2 separate regions of the Mus musculus genome follow, and region 2 is linked to region 1. A link is a contact called in public promoter capture Hi-C data. All regions are on one chromosome and are shown on one strand. Each heading gives the region's core, a stretch centred on a gene start, on an enhancer-like site or on the middle of the called end of the contact. The rest is flanking DNA. Distances are from core to core; before and after follow the strand shown. Region 1 overlaps Plekha8 (pleckstrin homology domain containing, family A (phosphoinositide binding specific) member 8). Region 2 holds the start of Inmt (indolethylamine N-methyltransferase).

Region 1 (7,549 bases), core at 1,958-4,457:
TATCAAAATAGAGAACACTTTCATCACCCTAGAACATTCCCTGTGCCAGCTGGTTCATCATCCACTGTGAAGCCTGGTTCTTGTCACCATAGTTTAGTTTTTCCTTTTCTGTGTAAATGGAATACTGTTGTCTACTCTTGTATTTGGCATTTCTCACTATGCATACTTAGAGATTTATCTTTGTGGCATGTATTTCTTGTTCTCTTGTGTATCTGGGACAAGAATTCCTGGTGTTACTGAGCAGCATGGCTTTGTGATAGCATGGCCTGCGGGAATGTCTGTCACATGCGCAGTTGCACTCACAGTTGTTATGTGCTGGGTTCTCGTTGCTTCCCCTCTTCTCACTCGCTGCTGTAGGGAGTTGGGCTTAGGCCTTTCTCATATTCAGTGGCCCTCATTGGAGCTTTAATTTACCAGCTACCACGATATTGAGTACATTATCATACAGTTCTTGGCCAGTATTTTTTGTTGTATGTCTCTCCAAATCTGGCCCAGGTTTAAAGTTGATTGATTTCATTTTATTACTTGGAGTGCTATTACTAAGGATGGCTCTGTTATTGAATTTTGAAAATTCTTTAAATATTCCAGGTAAAATCCCATTATAGATATGCATCACAGATATTTTCCTTCAGACTCTCACTTTCCTGTTTATAGTTTATCTTTTTTTTTAAAAGATTTATTTATTTATTATATGTAAGTACACTGTAGCTATCTTCAGACATTCCAGAAGAGGGAGTCAGATCTCATTACAGATGGTTGTGAGCCACCATGTGGTTGCTGGGATTTGAACTCTGGACCTGCGGAAGAGCAGTCGGGTGCTTTACCCACTGAGCCATCTCACCAGCCCCCTAGTTTATCTTTTTATAAATCTGTTTTTTGAAAAGTAAGTTTCAAATGTTGACAAACTTGACTTTTGTGTTAATGTTTTTAGTTGTCTTAAAGTTACTTTTAATCAAGGGTCATAAAGATACTCTCATGTTTTTTCTAGATTTCTAATTTTACATTGATCATGCATGTACAGCTGTGTGTGCGTGTGCATTAAGTGTGCGTATGCAGAGGCTAGAGGACGGTCTTGGGTGGTCTTCCTTATGCCAGCCACCTTTTTTTTTTTTTGAGACAAAGTCTCTTACTGGCCTATAGCTAAGCATGTAGGCTAGGCTGGTTGGCCAGAGGGCCCAAGGATCTTCCTGTGTCTTCCTCCCAGGGTCCCTCCCATGTTTGAGACACTGGGCCTATGACACCATGTCTGAGGCCCCTCCTCCATCCATGGGCGCTAGGGATTGAACTTGGGTGCTCACTCTTGTCAGGTGGGGACTTTACAGACTGAGCCATCTCCTCAGCCGTAGTCCATGCTGGAATTACTTCATGCGTGCATTGCGATGCTGGGATTGAGGGTTGTTTTGTCTTCATCACAGTCTAGTTATTTAAGGACCATTTGTCAAGAAAAGCAACCACCGTTATTTCTCCTCTTACATTGCTCTGGCTATCTGCTCCAGAACCTTCAGGCCTATAAATGGTCTCTTTCCTGACCCCAGGATTTGTTTGTATTTCCTTAGAATCTCAAGACTCACAATTTTGTTCCTTATCATGATTGTTTTGGAAATTCTAGGTCCTTTGCAGATCTGTATAATTTTAGTTTTAAATTTCCTATTAAAGGGCCACTGGGGTTTTTATTAAAGCTGCATACATTGAATTTGTAAGCCCAATCTGGGGAAAATTAATGTCATTCACAACATTATATCTCCTAGTCCATGAGTATGATATATATGTGTGTTATGTATTTGATGCATATACTTTAGTCATTTTTATTTTCTCTAATGTTAACGTATAACTGTGTTTTATTAGGAATAAATTTTGGACTTTATGGGTTTGATGCTATTTACATATGTAGCATAAATATATGTAGATACATTGATTGTTGTATGCTGGTGGTTGTTCTTATAGTCATTGTCTTAGTTAGGGTTTTATTGCTGTGAACAGACACCATGACCAAGACAAGTCTTATAAAAACAACATTTAATTGGGGCTGGCTTACAGGTTCAGAGGTTCAGTCCATTATCATCAAGGTGGGAACATGGCAGTATCGAGGCAGACATGGCGCAGGCAGAGCTGAGAGTTCTACATCTTCATCTAAAGGCTGCTAGTGGAAGACTGACTTCTAGGCAACTAGGGTGAGGGGCTTAAGCCCACACCCACAGTGACACACCTATTCCAACAAGGCCACACCTCCAGATGGTTCCACTCCCTGGTCCAAGAATATACAAACCATCACAGTCATGAATCAGATAATTTTATTAAAATGCTTTTTTTGCAGCTATTGAAATTTATGTTTTTCTGGTAATTGCCTATATAATGAGTTATGTTCTTTACATTCATTCACTCCTGTTTTGCTGTATTTCTATATTCTTTACCTATTTTCTGTTTTCTTTTTTTCCTCTTTTAATTCTCATTTCCTGTCTTAGGGCCAATGAAGCCGTTGTTCTTTAGCACACTGTTTTATTTCCTATTTGGGGTTCTTTTTAGCTGCATCATTTTCTACCTTTTCTTAAAAACGATCAATCAGATAATTTTTAGAATTTATTTTTTTTCTCTTCTGTTTTTTTTCTTTAACTTTTATTTTTATTTTGTTCTTTTGGTTTTTTTTTTAAAGATTTATTTATTATTATATGTAAGTACACTGTAGTTGTCTTCAGACACCCCAGAAGCGGGCATCAGATCTCATTACGGATGATTGTGAGCCACCATGTGGTTGCTGGGATTTGAACTCAGGACCTTCAGAAGAGCAGTCAGTGCTCTTACCCGCTGAGCCATCTCTCCAGCCCTTCTCTTCTGTTTTTATGCTATGCCTTAAAAGTAAAATTTATGTTTAGTAAATATAAATAATTAAAATTATATAAAGTTAGGAGTATAGTCAAATCAGTAATGTAATATAAGTTTATAGAAGATACATTAATATAGCAAAATAAAAATTAATGTATCTTACATAGCAGCATATCTAAAATGTCATAAACATGGAGTCAGGGTAGAGAGCCATTAGTGAGATTTTCTGCATTTTTCCTTTGGTGCTACATCTTTAAAAACCGATAGGTATTTTAGGCTTACAATTCACTTCAGTTTGGACTTTGCAACATTGAAAGTACTAAATAGTCACACATCTGTTGCTGCCACACTGGGCAGTGTACCAGCCTTTCAAATGAACACTCTAAATCGATGAGAGGTGCTTTCATCAGACCTGCCACGTAGGCCCTTGTCACAGAGACACATCTCAAAGCAGTGAGATAGAAAGCTGATGACCAAGTCCAGAAGTCAGAGTAATATTGGGGAAAATAGCTTCTAAATGTATTATTATGATAAAAATATTTTCTAGTATAATAATATATGTTTCCTAAATTAAAAAAAAACAAAACCTTTTTCAGAATTGTTTTTGATCCTTTTTTTTTTTTTCAGACAAACTTGGTCCCACAGTGTTTGCTCCTGTTAAGATGGATCTTGTTGGAAATATTAAGGTGAATATAAAGGAGAGGGGGAATCATTCACACTGGGAAGTTTGAGTAGAGGAATAACTGCTATGCAGGAGAGGCAAGCCTTTAGTAGGCTGACCACTGGATCAGTGGGGAGCCATGTCAGCAATGAGTATATGCATTTTGGGGTTAAACAATAATAAAAAAAAACTATGTTGGTTGGCAATAGCTATCATTTGTCTGGGATACAGAAGACCAAATTCCTGGTACAGCTAGCTGTGGGGCCATCAACAATAGGAACTCTCAACCTCCTTCCCAGAAAAGTGAAAGTTGTGTATATTACATCTAGCACTTGTGAATTAAATCTCTTTTTAAGCCAGGCATAGTGGCACATGCAAATCTCAGCACGTGGGAGGCAGAAGCAGGAAGATCTCTGAGCATTCAAAGACAATTTTATCTGCAGATTGAGTTTCCAGGGCAACAGGGCTGGGTAGAGAGAACCTGTCTCTAGAATAAAATAAAATAAAATAAAACACAGTACTCATCACTAGGTGTGATGTGTTGAGGAAGTTCTGTGAGTACCGTTCCTGGGACGTTAGGAGAGAGAGAGAAAGAAGTACATGGGCTCTCACTCATACAAGTGATGGGTTTGTGTGTGTGCGTGCGCGTGTGTGCATGCTCAGGATGAGAAGTAGTTTGAAACAGAAGACAGTTTCTAAGGGAGGCAATGGTACCCCAAGAATGATGCTTAAAGCTTGGGACTCTTGGAGTTTGTTAAAGCTCACAGAATTTTTGGAATTTTTAAAATACATTACCCTAAAAACAAGAAAGATAGTCAAGTTGACTTTGGTCTCCTAGAAGTCTTGTTGCTTGTAGATTTGAATTCTGTACTGACGGTACTGGTGATGTCACAGTTTCCAGCTGCCACAGTTGCCCTGTTTTGTTTTGTTTTGTTTCCAGAAGGTAAATCAGAAGTACATAACCAACAAGGAAGAGTTTACTACCCTCCAGAAGATAGTGCTGCATGAGGTGGAGGCTGACGTCGCTCAGGTTAGGAACTCGGCGACGGAAGCCCTCTTGTGGCTGAAGAGGTAAGAGGTGGAGTCAGCTGGATTGCTCACCCAGCTCAGGCTCAGCTCAGCTCAGCTGGAATGCTCACAGCTCACACCACCCGTGCCTTTCAGAGAGGCTGTGACCAAAGCTGTAACCTTCTGTGGGAAGTCTGCTGAGCCAAGCATTGGCCCCATAGTAATACATGTTGGTAATATTGGTAGTATTTGTAAGATCAGAGTTTTAGGCTGGAGAGCCAATGAGGTTCTCTTAAATGAGCAGCTTTCTGCTTCGATGGCAAAGCCTGGGAAAACACTGAACTCAGAACCAGAGTCTCTGGACTGCTAAGTCTGGTGTGGGGCTCTAGAATTTTCATTTTTCATGAATTCTAGATGATACTAATGCTAGAGCACCATAATTTGAAAAATGTTTCAGAGATGGCAGAGAGGGTGAGGGGAGTGTCCAGAACTTTCTAATAGAAATGGCAGGGAAGCTGGTCAGGAAGGATGTCTGTCTGTCCTGCCCTCTCCCTACCTTGCCTGAGATACTGAGATGAACTTTGAAAATAATATTTTTTCCTCTCTTTAATTTTAGAGGTCTCAAATTTCTAAAGGGATTTTTGACAGAAGTGAAGAATGGAGAAAAGGATATCCAGACAGCACTGAGTAAGTGTGCCTCATATTCTGATAGATCTGCAATTAGACTTGAGATAGCAACCCTGGAAATGGGACAGAGTATATGGAGACATTTCTACTTTGAGTTTATTTTTTTTTCTTTTTAAATTAATTTCACTTGTATTCACTGCTTCTTCTATGCTTTCTTAATAGGGCTCTATAAGGACTGATGATGCATGTGGTTTACCTGGCATGTATGAGTCCCTGAGTGTGATCCCTTGTCATAAGAAGGAAGGAGTAGAGGGAGGGGAGCTAGGGGTCTGTGCAGTGCCCGGGTCAGCTAGGTCTGATGTGTTAAAGATCTGAGTATCATCCTAACCCACATGAGATGAGTTCTTCTAAATTAGTCTATCGGAGTCCATATTTGAAGAGAAGCTCAGTTTAGAGCACATGAAAGAAGGTGGACAGGGAACTCATGGGGAGTTGCTGTGGAGTGAGATCAGGGGCCACCTGCCATCCTGCATTGTTCCACATGTCCATCTTGTAGTGACAGAGCCAAGACTGCAAGAAAGGCCTTTGTAAGAGGAGATTGAGCTGTATCTCCAGCACGGTGCTGTAATTATAGCATGTAGGTGCTTACTAAATAAATACTGCTATGTGGGTTGTGCGTTGATGCATCTATGCTATGAAGCTAGACTTCGTAGCATCCTCACAGTGTACTGATAACAACATGGCTGAGTTCTCACTCCAGACCTGTGGAAATCACATTAGTTTGGTGTTATTGAGATAGGGTGTCACAGTATATATAGCCCAGGTTGACCTCCAACACTTAATCTCTTAGGTACTGGAATGCAGGTGTATCCCACCACAGCAGGCCTAGCCTAAGTCTTGGAGTATGTGGAGGGAGTGGAAATCTTGTTACTCTAAAGCCTGGATTTTTGCAGTGTTGAGACAAAGTCAGACACTAAGTAGCCATGGTTATAAACAGAAAAATAAGTTAATTCCATTGCTTTGGAGAGGGTGGTACTTTTTTCAGTTTCCAAGGGGGCATCTTCAGAGACTGAAAGCATTCTAGGCCTAGATAAGATTGTATGAGCTAGAAGCTTCCAGGGCTAGGCATACATTAGCAGACAGAGGGCGCCTCAGAAACAACAGTTACATCAGGAGAATAAACGTTACATTTACAACAGGCAAGCACTCTGCCCACAAGCTACACACTCACCCAGCCCTTGATCTACAGACAGGACCCAGAAGATGTTGACTCTGTGAAGAGAAACTAGGGAGGACAGATGTTGCTCTATGACTAAATTATCATAGCCAGCGTTGGCTCTGCTCTCCCTTCCCCATCCTCCCTTTGGTGCTGTTCTATGAGTTCTAAAGTTCCATTCTGACACTCAGGCTTCTTCTTAAAATGATGTCTTAGTAATAACCCTGGTTTCCACTGCCATTCAGTGTGAAGAAGTAATGCACTTACCCTAGCCATCCCCTCATCAGACATGGCTGCAAGACTATGTCAACAGATGGGATTTCATTTTCAATTCTTTGACTATTTCCTGCCTACTTGTGTACGTGTGCTGTTTCCTGCCTACGTTGTATTTTGCCATTTCCATCCCATACTTCCTCTGATCCTCTTCCATTCCTGATAAACACTTCACAAATTCTCCTCACTCTCTGAATTCCCTCGGAAGTATAAATGCCAGTGTTCAGCAGGAGTCTGGAGAAGCCTGTCACAGACCCAGGCTCTATGAGCTCTGGTCTGGCGGTGCATGCTAAGGCTCATAGGCACCCCAGGCAGGCTTGCTCACCCATGACAAACGTGGCCTTAAGAGGACATTTACATAAAGATGTTCAGACCCCAAAGGCTCCTTGATGCAGATTTCTTCTGGGACAGTGGCTTTGCCTGTTTGTTAAAAACAACAGTCTCTGAAGTGGAGCCTGCTATCTTGTCTGACTTGAGTTAAGGTAGAAATGTAGGTAAAAGAGTATATGTATAAAACTATGTCTTTACTTCTGGAATTTGCTTTGAGACTATAAAAGACAGACTTTTGTTATTATTTTTTTCACAAAGAATAAACATTTTTGTAAGAATTATTTGATGTGATACAAATGCCCCAAATTGTCATTGCTTTCTGTTCTTGGGAGAGTCACTTCCTTTCCGGGTCTTTCATCTCTTCCTTTGTAAAAGGAAGAGAAAGTCAAACAGAATGATAAGGCTTTCCATTTAGAAATTTAGAATGAGTCTCTGGGGAACAGACACATCTCACGAATTGGGAGAAGGTCATTTATTTTATTTTTGGTTTTTTTTTTTTTTTTTTTCAGACAGAGTCTCTCTGTGTAGTCCTGGCTGTCACTGTATAATCCAGGCTGGCCTCAAACTCAGAGAAATCCATCTACTACTACTGCCTTCTGAATGTTGAGATTAGA
Region 2 (7,549 bases), core at 2,946-5,445, 550 kb after region 1:
TTACAAATGATTGCTATAACTTTCCCAGGGAAGGCGATTCGCTGCCAGTGGCCTCAGGCACTGGGACCCTTCCGGGCCACCACAAAGCACAAACCGTCGTGGGAGCAGTAAGCCTCCGAGTAGCTGAGGGAGACGCAGTTGCACTTCAGCACCTGACAGCCAGCATCTTGAATAGCCTTCTCCACCACCTCCTTCTCTAGGTAGACCCCAGAGAACTTCTTGGGGCCCACCATATAGTGCTGGAAGCGCAGAGTAACCAGGGTCACCAGGTGCCCTCCTGGTTTCAGCAGGCCGGCCAGTCTGCGCAAGGCTGCCCGGTAGGTATCTATATCAGGGCAGGCACACTCCATGGCCAGAAAGGTCAGCACGCAGTCAGCCAGAGGCACCTGAGCTGACCCCAGCGGGGGTGTCTTGGTCACATCACACCTCAGGACACGAGTGACTGTCCTTCTGAGCTTGGCTTCCTTCTCCTGCCACCTGCTTCTGTGAGAAGGTCAGAGAGATGCTGTTATGGTCACAATCGAGAGCAGGACCACAATGAGCCGATGTAATAAGCGACAAAGGTCGCAGTCATGGAAAACCGCTTTTGTGGTACTTACGACTTTCTCTGGCCCCACAACCATCCTGCCATTTAATCTAATTGTCAACATGCCATGCGGCTGGAAACCAAGACACAAAGATGCTCACAGCCACCAGGGTTTGATTTTGCCCTCCTCTTTCACACCTCCCCTTCCTTCTTAAAATCATTTGGTCTTTTTGGTGGGTTTCGTTATTACTGTTTTTGTTTATGTGTATGTGTGTATATGTGCATGTGTGTGTGGAAATGTGCATGCAAATGTGTGTGTGTGTGTGTGTGTGTGTGTGTGTGTGTGTGTGTGTGTAGGCCAGAGTACAACCTCAGGTGTCATTCCTCTGGAGCTGACTCCTTTGTCTTCTTTTATTGACACAGTGGCTGAGGTGACCCACAGGGTTGCTACAGACTCCAGCATCTCCCAAGCTCCTAGGTGAGATTTCTCTGGTGATTGTCGCTGCTAGGGTAGCTCTGCCACCTGCTGCCCCGACTGGGTTTGACACTCTTCTCAGCTTGGTGTACTGAATAGTTCTTTTAAAGATGCAGGTCCTGAACTAATGAGATGACTCAGTGGGTAAAGGAGTTTGCTCCCAAGCAAGCCTCATAAGTGGAGTTCGATCCCAAGGACCGACATGTTGAGAGAACCAGTTCCCACAGGTTAACCTCTGACCTCCACACATCCATTGTGGAATGCATGCCAACACACACACACAGACACACACACACACACACACACATATAGACATTAACATACAAATGTATACTCTCACAAAGACATACATACATTCACACACACATACTCATGCTCCATGCATGCATAGTGCAAACACAAATACACATAGGCACATTCACACACACATGCACACAAGCTGTATCATTATGTCACTATTAACATAGCCTCGTGTGCCAGTGTGTGGCCTTGGTGGCCCTCCCTGATGCATGTCCTCTTCATACATGGGTCTGCAGCCCTTGCTATGCGGCTCCTGTCACTTGCGTGGTTTTCCTGAGACACATGCCTGTTCCCTCACCTCAACTACAAGAGAGGTCACCTCTAGCCCAGACCCTTGCCCTCTTGTCCCTGCCGAAGCCTCTCCTCCCACTTCCCACCTCCCACTACCTCTCTCCGTCTAGCATGATGGTAGCTGTTTTCCCATGTAACAGGAGCTCCCTGGGGCTCCCTCCGCTTGGCTGTGTGTGTGCTTGATTCATGGAACCCAGATGGGACTATCTCCAAGGCCCCTATAGTTAGCGTCCCTCAAACCATGACCTCTGTAGACTGTTCTGAACTGTAACAGAGTCAGTCCTCTGTTCCAATATTTCAGGACAGAAACATTAACCTGTTTCTACTCTGCTCTAAGGATGGCTAGAGGACCCTCTCTAAGCCAGGGCCTCAGTTTCCCCATCTGTAGGACAAGGTCAGAATTACTGACCCTTGCAGCTCCAGTTGTGGCATATACCCTCTGTGAACCCAAGTGACGCAGGACCTGCAGAAGGTCACTGCTATTGGTCTCTGTGCTTTGCCACAATGCTGAGGGGATACATGTAGGGTACACCCCATGGCCTGGCTTTCCACAAGTGTGTCCCCCAACATCAAAGGAGACACTGAACCAGTTTCCAGAGCAGAGTAGGGGTGGTATGAGCTGGACAGTCAGCAGGACTTCCTGGAGGAGGTGACATAGAAGCTGGTACCGCACCTGGGTTGAGCAGATACAAAGAAAGGGAGAGTAGGGCCAGATGGTTTGGGGCAGCATTAGGGCTGGAGGAGGGACTGACCCAGAGGGAATGTTATAGGTTCACGAGGTTAAGGAAGGCCAGGACGAAAGTGAGGTGAGTGGTGAGTTCCTGAGCTGTCTGAGCCACAAAAGGGCCTTATCTGAGAAGGATGAGGTGGGTGGACAAAATGGAACCACTTGCAGGTACCTGTCTCCCTCCAGCTCACATGCATGTTGCACTATGGAGGACCAGTCGTAGGCTCCTGGCTCTTTCTTCAGCCACTTCTGCAGCTCCTGCAGGTTCTGCGGGGTGTAGTCAGTGACAATGATCTCCCGGAAGACCTCGCATGCTGAAAGCAGCTGGTAGATGGTAGGGCCAGAGCCAATGTCGATCAGGACGTCGCCCCCTACACCTCCTGGGGAGATAGCATGGCAGGTCTCCGCACCCTGACCTCACATCCTGCTGAGTGACTCCAAACCACCTTAGGATTCGCCAGCTGGGAAGGGGAGCAACCCCTTGCCTCTGGGCTGTACATTGACAGGAGTGGGGAGCAATGCCGGGGGTGGGAAACAGCTGACATTCTTAACTGCCTCCCCATGACCCAGGATACTAGTGGAGGCCTGGGAGGTATGTCTGGTCTTCCAGATAAATTCAGGATTACTGTCTCTCTCTCTCTCTCTAATCAGTTGGCATAGGCTAACTTCAAAGAACATTGGATTTAGAAAATTGGGGGAATTGGTAGAGTGGCAGGGTCTGGGATAAAGGCTGAGAAGGACACCAGCTAGTTCTTAAGAGCCCTTCTGATTTTCTAGGAAAGGCAGCCACACAGAAGAAAGTGTGGCAGAGAGCTAATAGTAACACGAGCAAGAATAAAGCCTAAGACTTCAAGTGACCCAGCACTAATGGGGAGAATGTGCTCTGTGTGACCCTGGAGGTCAGTTGCTCAGTGTACCTCCACCCCCCACCCCGGGTATGCCCTCTCAGCCTGCCCTCTCCCTTCTGCAGTCTCCTTTTATACCTACCATGCCTCTGCCAAGGACTGAAGTCTGTTCTATACCCCAGCTTTCTCCAGCAGCACCAGGCTTTCTTCCCTCTGTATTCTGAGGTTGTTCCTTGCTACCCGTTCCTTGGCACCGAATGTCTGGCTAAGAAGGCTTTTGTGGGGGAGTACACTGAGTGACCTCCAGGGTCACACAGAACACACTCTCCCCATTAGTGCTGGGTCACTTGAAGTCTTATGATTCATTCTTGCTGCTGTTACTATTAGCTCTCTGACTTTGACTGGCCACCCCTGTCCCTCCCTAGCCTTAGTCTGCCCTTAGACATTGGGGGCAAATCATGGAAACTTGTATGCATGTTTACAGGGAAGAATTTTCATCAGGGATTTTTTTCAGAGAGACTCAAGGTTCCAAAAAGGCTGCAGAGCTTTCTGGAAGGCCTCTGGCAAGAGGAGAGGGAAAAGTAGCCTTGGTGCCCAGTCCTATGTCACTTCTCTCAGCATGGGCCTAGGAGCTCCACAAATCTGGGTATACCCCTCAAAGCTTACGAGTGTAGCTACTGAGGCTGATCATGGGTGCAAGGCAAGTTCTTCACTCCTGAGGCATGGCTCTTCTGGATCTGCACACATTGCCATCTATGGGCCCTGTGGGCCTTCAGACCAGTCACCTCTGTAGCATCTGTATATACAGAATAAGCTCTCCCTGTTGGCATGGTTCCAGCCCCTCCCCAGGGAGACCTCAGCCACTCACCTGTAGAGAAGGTCTGGTAGAGGTTCTGCAGGCTAAACTTTACGATTTCCTGCTCTGCCACAGGGCCAGAGTGGAAGCTGTAGTAGGTGGTCAGGTAGTCTTTGGGAGTGAACTCTTTTTCATAGTCCTCACCTCCTATGTATACCTTGCCCTCCATTCTAGCCAGCCCACACAGCTGTCCAGACTCCTTTGCCCCTACTGAATGCTCACTCCTTCCCACCATGCCTTTTATAATCTTTTTATAAGACCTCCCTTCTCAGGGAGGAGCTAGGGTCCCTGGAGATGGTTTCAGAGTGCAGGTGTCAGATTCCTGGCTGGATTTGATTTTTGTGATGAAGCAAGAGAATGCTAGATTCCTGGCTGGATTTGATTTTTGTGATGAAGCAAGAGAATGCTAGAGGGCCTCCAGTCCTGTCCTGGGTCACTGGGCCCTGAAGCTCTCATCCCTGGCCCTCTAGGGTGGCATGTGGACAACTGGGATCAGGAGAGAGAGACAGAGAGAGAGAGAGACAGACAGACAGAGACAGACAGAGACAGATATATATATGGAGACACAGAGAGAGACAGAGAGAGAGAGAGAGACAGAGAGAGAGAGACAGAGAGAGAGAGAGAGAGACAGAGAGAGAATTACATAGGGACAGAGGTACACAGACAGACAAAGAGAAAGAGGCAGAGACCAAAGAGATGAGGGTCTCATTAGGGATGCTTCACTCATGGGGTTAAGAGTAGAGGGTGGAGACACAGGGCCAGGCTCCCAGCCAACACATTCACGGCCCCTGGGCTTCATCTTTGATAAGGCAAATAAAACAAGAACCAGAACAGAAGTGCTCCCCAGGCTGGGGAAGTAGGAGGACCAGAGATCTTCAAATCTCTCTGCTATTCTACACTCAGTGAACTTGCCTTTGTAAACAGCTTATCTTTAACTGAGTTAATGATTCCCCAGCGGTTTAAGGTTTAAGTCTTGTTTTCTCATTTGGCTTAATGTTTTCTTTCTTTCTTTCTTTCTTTCTTTCTTTCTTTCTTTCTTTCTTTCTTTCTTTCTTTCTTTCTTTCTTTCTTTCTTCCTTCCTTCCTTCCTTCCTTCCTTCCTTTCTTTCTTTCTTTCTTTCTTTCTTTCTTTCTTCCTTTTCTTTTTCTTATGCTCGGGAGTAAACTTTGACAGCACCTCCCCAAATCACTAGGCCTGTGTGTTGCCAAGCCCTGTATTTGGACAAACAATTGAAAACGTGTCACAACACTGCACAGAGCGCCACCCATCCACATCCACGTGTGTGCACATGTGCATCTTGTCCTCTGCCCCCAGAATCATCAGCTCACTTAGATCTGCTGTGGTCTGGTCTGGTTGCTTTGAAAAATGATGCCCCAGTTTGCCGTCTTTTGCTTTGGTAAACAACCATGACCCAAAGCAACCTGGGAAGGAAAGGGTTTATTTGACTTGCACCTCCTGACCACAGTTTGTCACTGAGGAAGGGCAGGGCAGGAGCTCAAGCAGGAGTAGAGGTGGGGACATTGAAAGACCACTGCTCACTGGCTTGCCCTCCATGGTTTGCTTAGCCTGCTGGCTAAGGGGTGACACCACCCGCAGAACACGGGGCTCACCCACATCAGTCATTAATTAAGGAAACACTCACGGGCCAGTCTGATGAAGGTCACTCCTCACTTGAGGATCTCTCTTCCCAGGTGACTCTAGTGTGTGTTAGGTTGGAAAAAATAACCAACTAGACCTGCTACTGCAAAGGGAAAATGGACAGAGGCTGTGTAGACTCTTACTCTGCTGTAAGGGAGTCTGCAGTGATCACACACACACACACACACACACACACACACACACACACACTTGCCTCATCTCTTTCTAAGTCATCCAAGGGTGAGAGTGTCTGGGTAGCAAACTTCAGAGTGGGTTCCCAGGGGCAAACGTTGGGAGGATGGGCATGCCACAGTGGGGAAAGTTCATGACACTGATTGCCTACTATGTGACAGGGGTCTCCTGGCTTTTTCACAACAACCTGCAAGGTATCTGCCCCCTCAACAACAAGGAAGTGGGCAATGTGATGCCCCAGGTCGCTGTCAGCAGCAGAGGCCCCAGATTCACGCCCAAAGTGGGAACACAGACTCAGCCCCAGCCTCACCCTGCTCATCATCCTTCAGGCTCTCTGACCTTCAGTTGGGTGGTTCATGGACTTGCTCACACACTGCCTTATAAGCTCAGGGAATCAATCACTCCCAGTGATTGATCCTGTCCCTGGATCTCCATCATGGCCCCAGACACTATGTTTCAAGCCAGAAGAATGAGCCCTGCCACTCAGAATGGAAGGTGATCATTTTCTCTCGGGCTTCCTGGAGCTCGGGGAACCATCTCCACAGGATGTAAACCCATCTGTCATTGTCATTCTCATCCTGTCATTGTGGAAGGCACAACTGCCCCCTCTCCTGGGACTCACAGAGCCTGAACTCTGTTTCTACGTCATGACAACGGTGCTGCACTGCTGTCGTGCAGTTACAGAAAATGCGATTAGTCGCCTACTCAAACTTATTTAAAATCGATTGAAGGAAGCTAAATCCTAGTGAGTTAACATGAGTGGAGACACTGAAGGTGTGACATGTATCTAGGGTTTCTCACATCCACCCCTGACACTTGAGACTGAGCTTTTGTTCAAAGATCCATTCCTCCCTGTGCCCACAAGTGTCTGTGCAGCTATGTGAATATGTTAGTGGCGCCCCCCGGTGTCCAACAATTGAAATTCTTACAACTGCAGTAATGAATAGAATTGGTGATTTTGGTCTGGCTTTTGATTGGGTTTTTTCATACGTGAGTTTAAAGTTTCAAGTCAAGGCTTGAAAACGTTTAGTACAGATAATTTAAGCAGAGAATTTCCATGTTGTTTTATTTTTACCTTTGAAATTTTTTTAGGATCAGTATCTGCTTAATTTCCTTCTAAGAAAACATGAAAACAATTGAGGTTTTCCTTTCTCTTTGAGGTGACTTCCTTCCATTCAGGGTTTGGGAAACTGTTCAGGGTGATGGTGTGTGAGAAGATATTGAACCCTGGTTCTGGGATTTGGAGTGAAGTGGGGTTTGTTGGGAAAGCAGGTCTTTCTTTGGGCTTCCTCTTCCTGGCAGGATTCTCTCTCCACAGGCCCAGGCAGGATGGCAGGGGATGCAGGCTGAGTGTGGCTGCTCACATGGTGTGACACCGAGTCTTTCCTCATTCACTGAATTTTCAGGTGGCCTCATTATCTGCATAGGTAGCGTGAAATTTGCCTGTTTGCTTAAAATTATGGCAGGGGTCTTCCTGAGTATGATTTCTTGTAGCTCCATGTTCTTTAAAGGGTCAGAAACTGTCCCAGTAGAAACAGAAACCTTGGGAGTGTGGTTCTCATCGGGCAGCAGTTTTGCCTACAAGGGGCCTGCTGGCAATATCTGGAAACATTTTTGTTTATCCCAGATGAGCATCCTGTAATGCTGTTAAGTTCAGCATCGCTGGTTCTGATGTGGAAAAACACTTTTCATAAGAGG

Evidence for each region. Promoter capture Hi-C pulls out the DNA fragments that hold promoters and counts their contacts.
Region 2: a contact with region 1 is called in a promoter capture Hi-C map of liver, with 4 times the contacts expected there. The contact joins the promoter of Inmt here to the enhancer-like site in region 1. A contact is called at or near these places in 8 of 39 promoter capture datasets (cranial neural crest, embryonic stem cells, hematopoietic stem and progenitor cells and 4 more), 3 of 15 datasets of contacts at CTCF or cohesin (CD8 T cells, large pre-B cells and stem cell-derived epiblast-like cells), 15 of 484 Hi-C or Micro-C datasets (CD4 T cells, cerebellar granule neurons, cerebellum and 7 more), 3 of 115 datasets of contacts at active chromatin or transcription factors (astrocytes, double positive thymocytes and embryonic stem cells) and 2 of 9 other capture datasets (adipose tissue and embryonic stem cells).

The regions. Positions count from the first base shown.
Region 1 is chr6:54,625,399-54,632,947 of GRCm38.p6, forward strand. It overlaps Plekha8 (pleckstrin homology domain containing, family A (phosphoinositide binding specific) member 8), which reads left to right. Exons shown (of 14, transcript NM_001164361.1): 10 at 3,448-3,506; 11 at 4,422-4,552; 12 at 5,106-5,176. Among named protein-coding and RNA genes, the nearest start is that of Gm34249, 28 kb to the right of the region's middle. Within about 2 kb of position 3,208, at least 4 of the 459 cell types and tissues checked have an H3K27ac peak or open chromatin away from gene starts, as enhancers often do. A contact at or near this core is called in liver, where this site is marked.
Region 2 is chr6:55,170,795-55,178,343 of GRCm38.p6, forward strand. Inmt (indolethylamine N-methyltransferase) reads right to left here and starts at 4,196. Exons shown (of 3, transcript NM_009349.3): 1 at 4,033-4,196; 2 at 2,492-2,699; 3 at 1-483. The coding sequence starts at 4,189. The coding sequence ends at 54.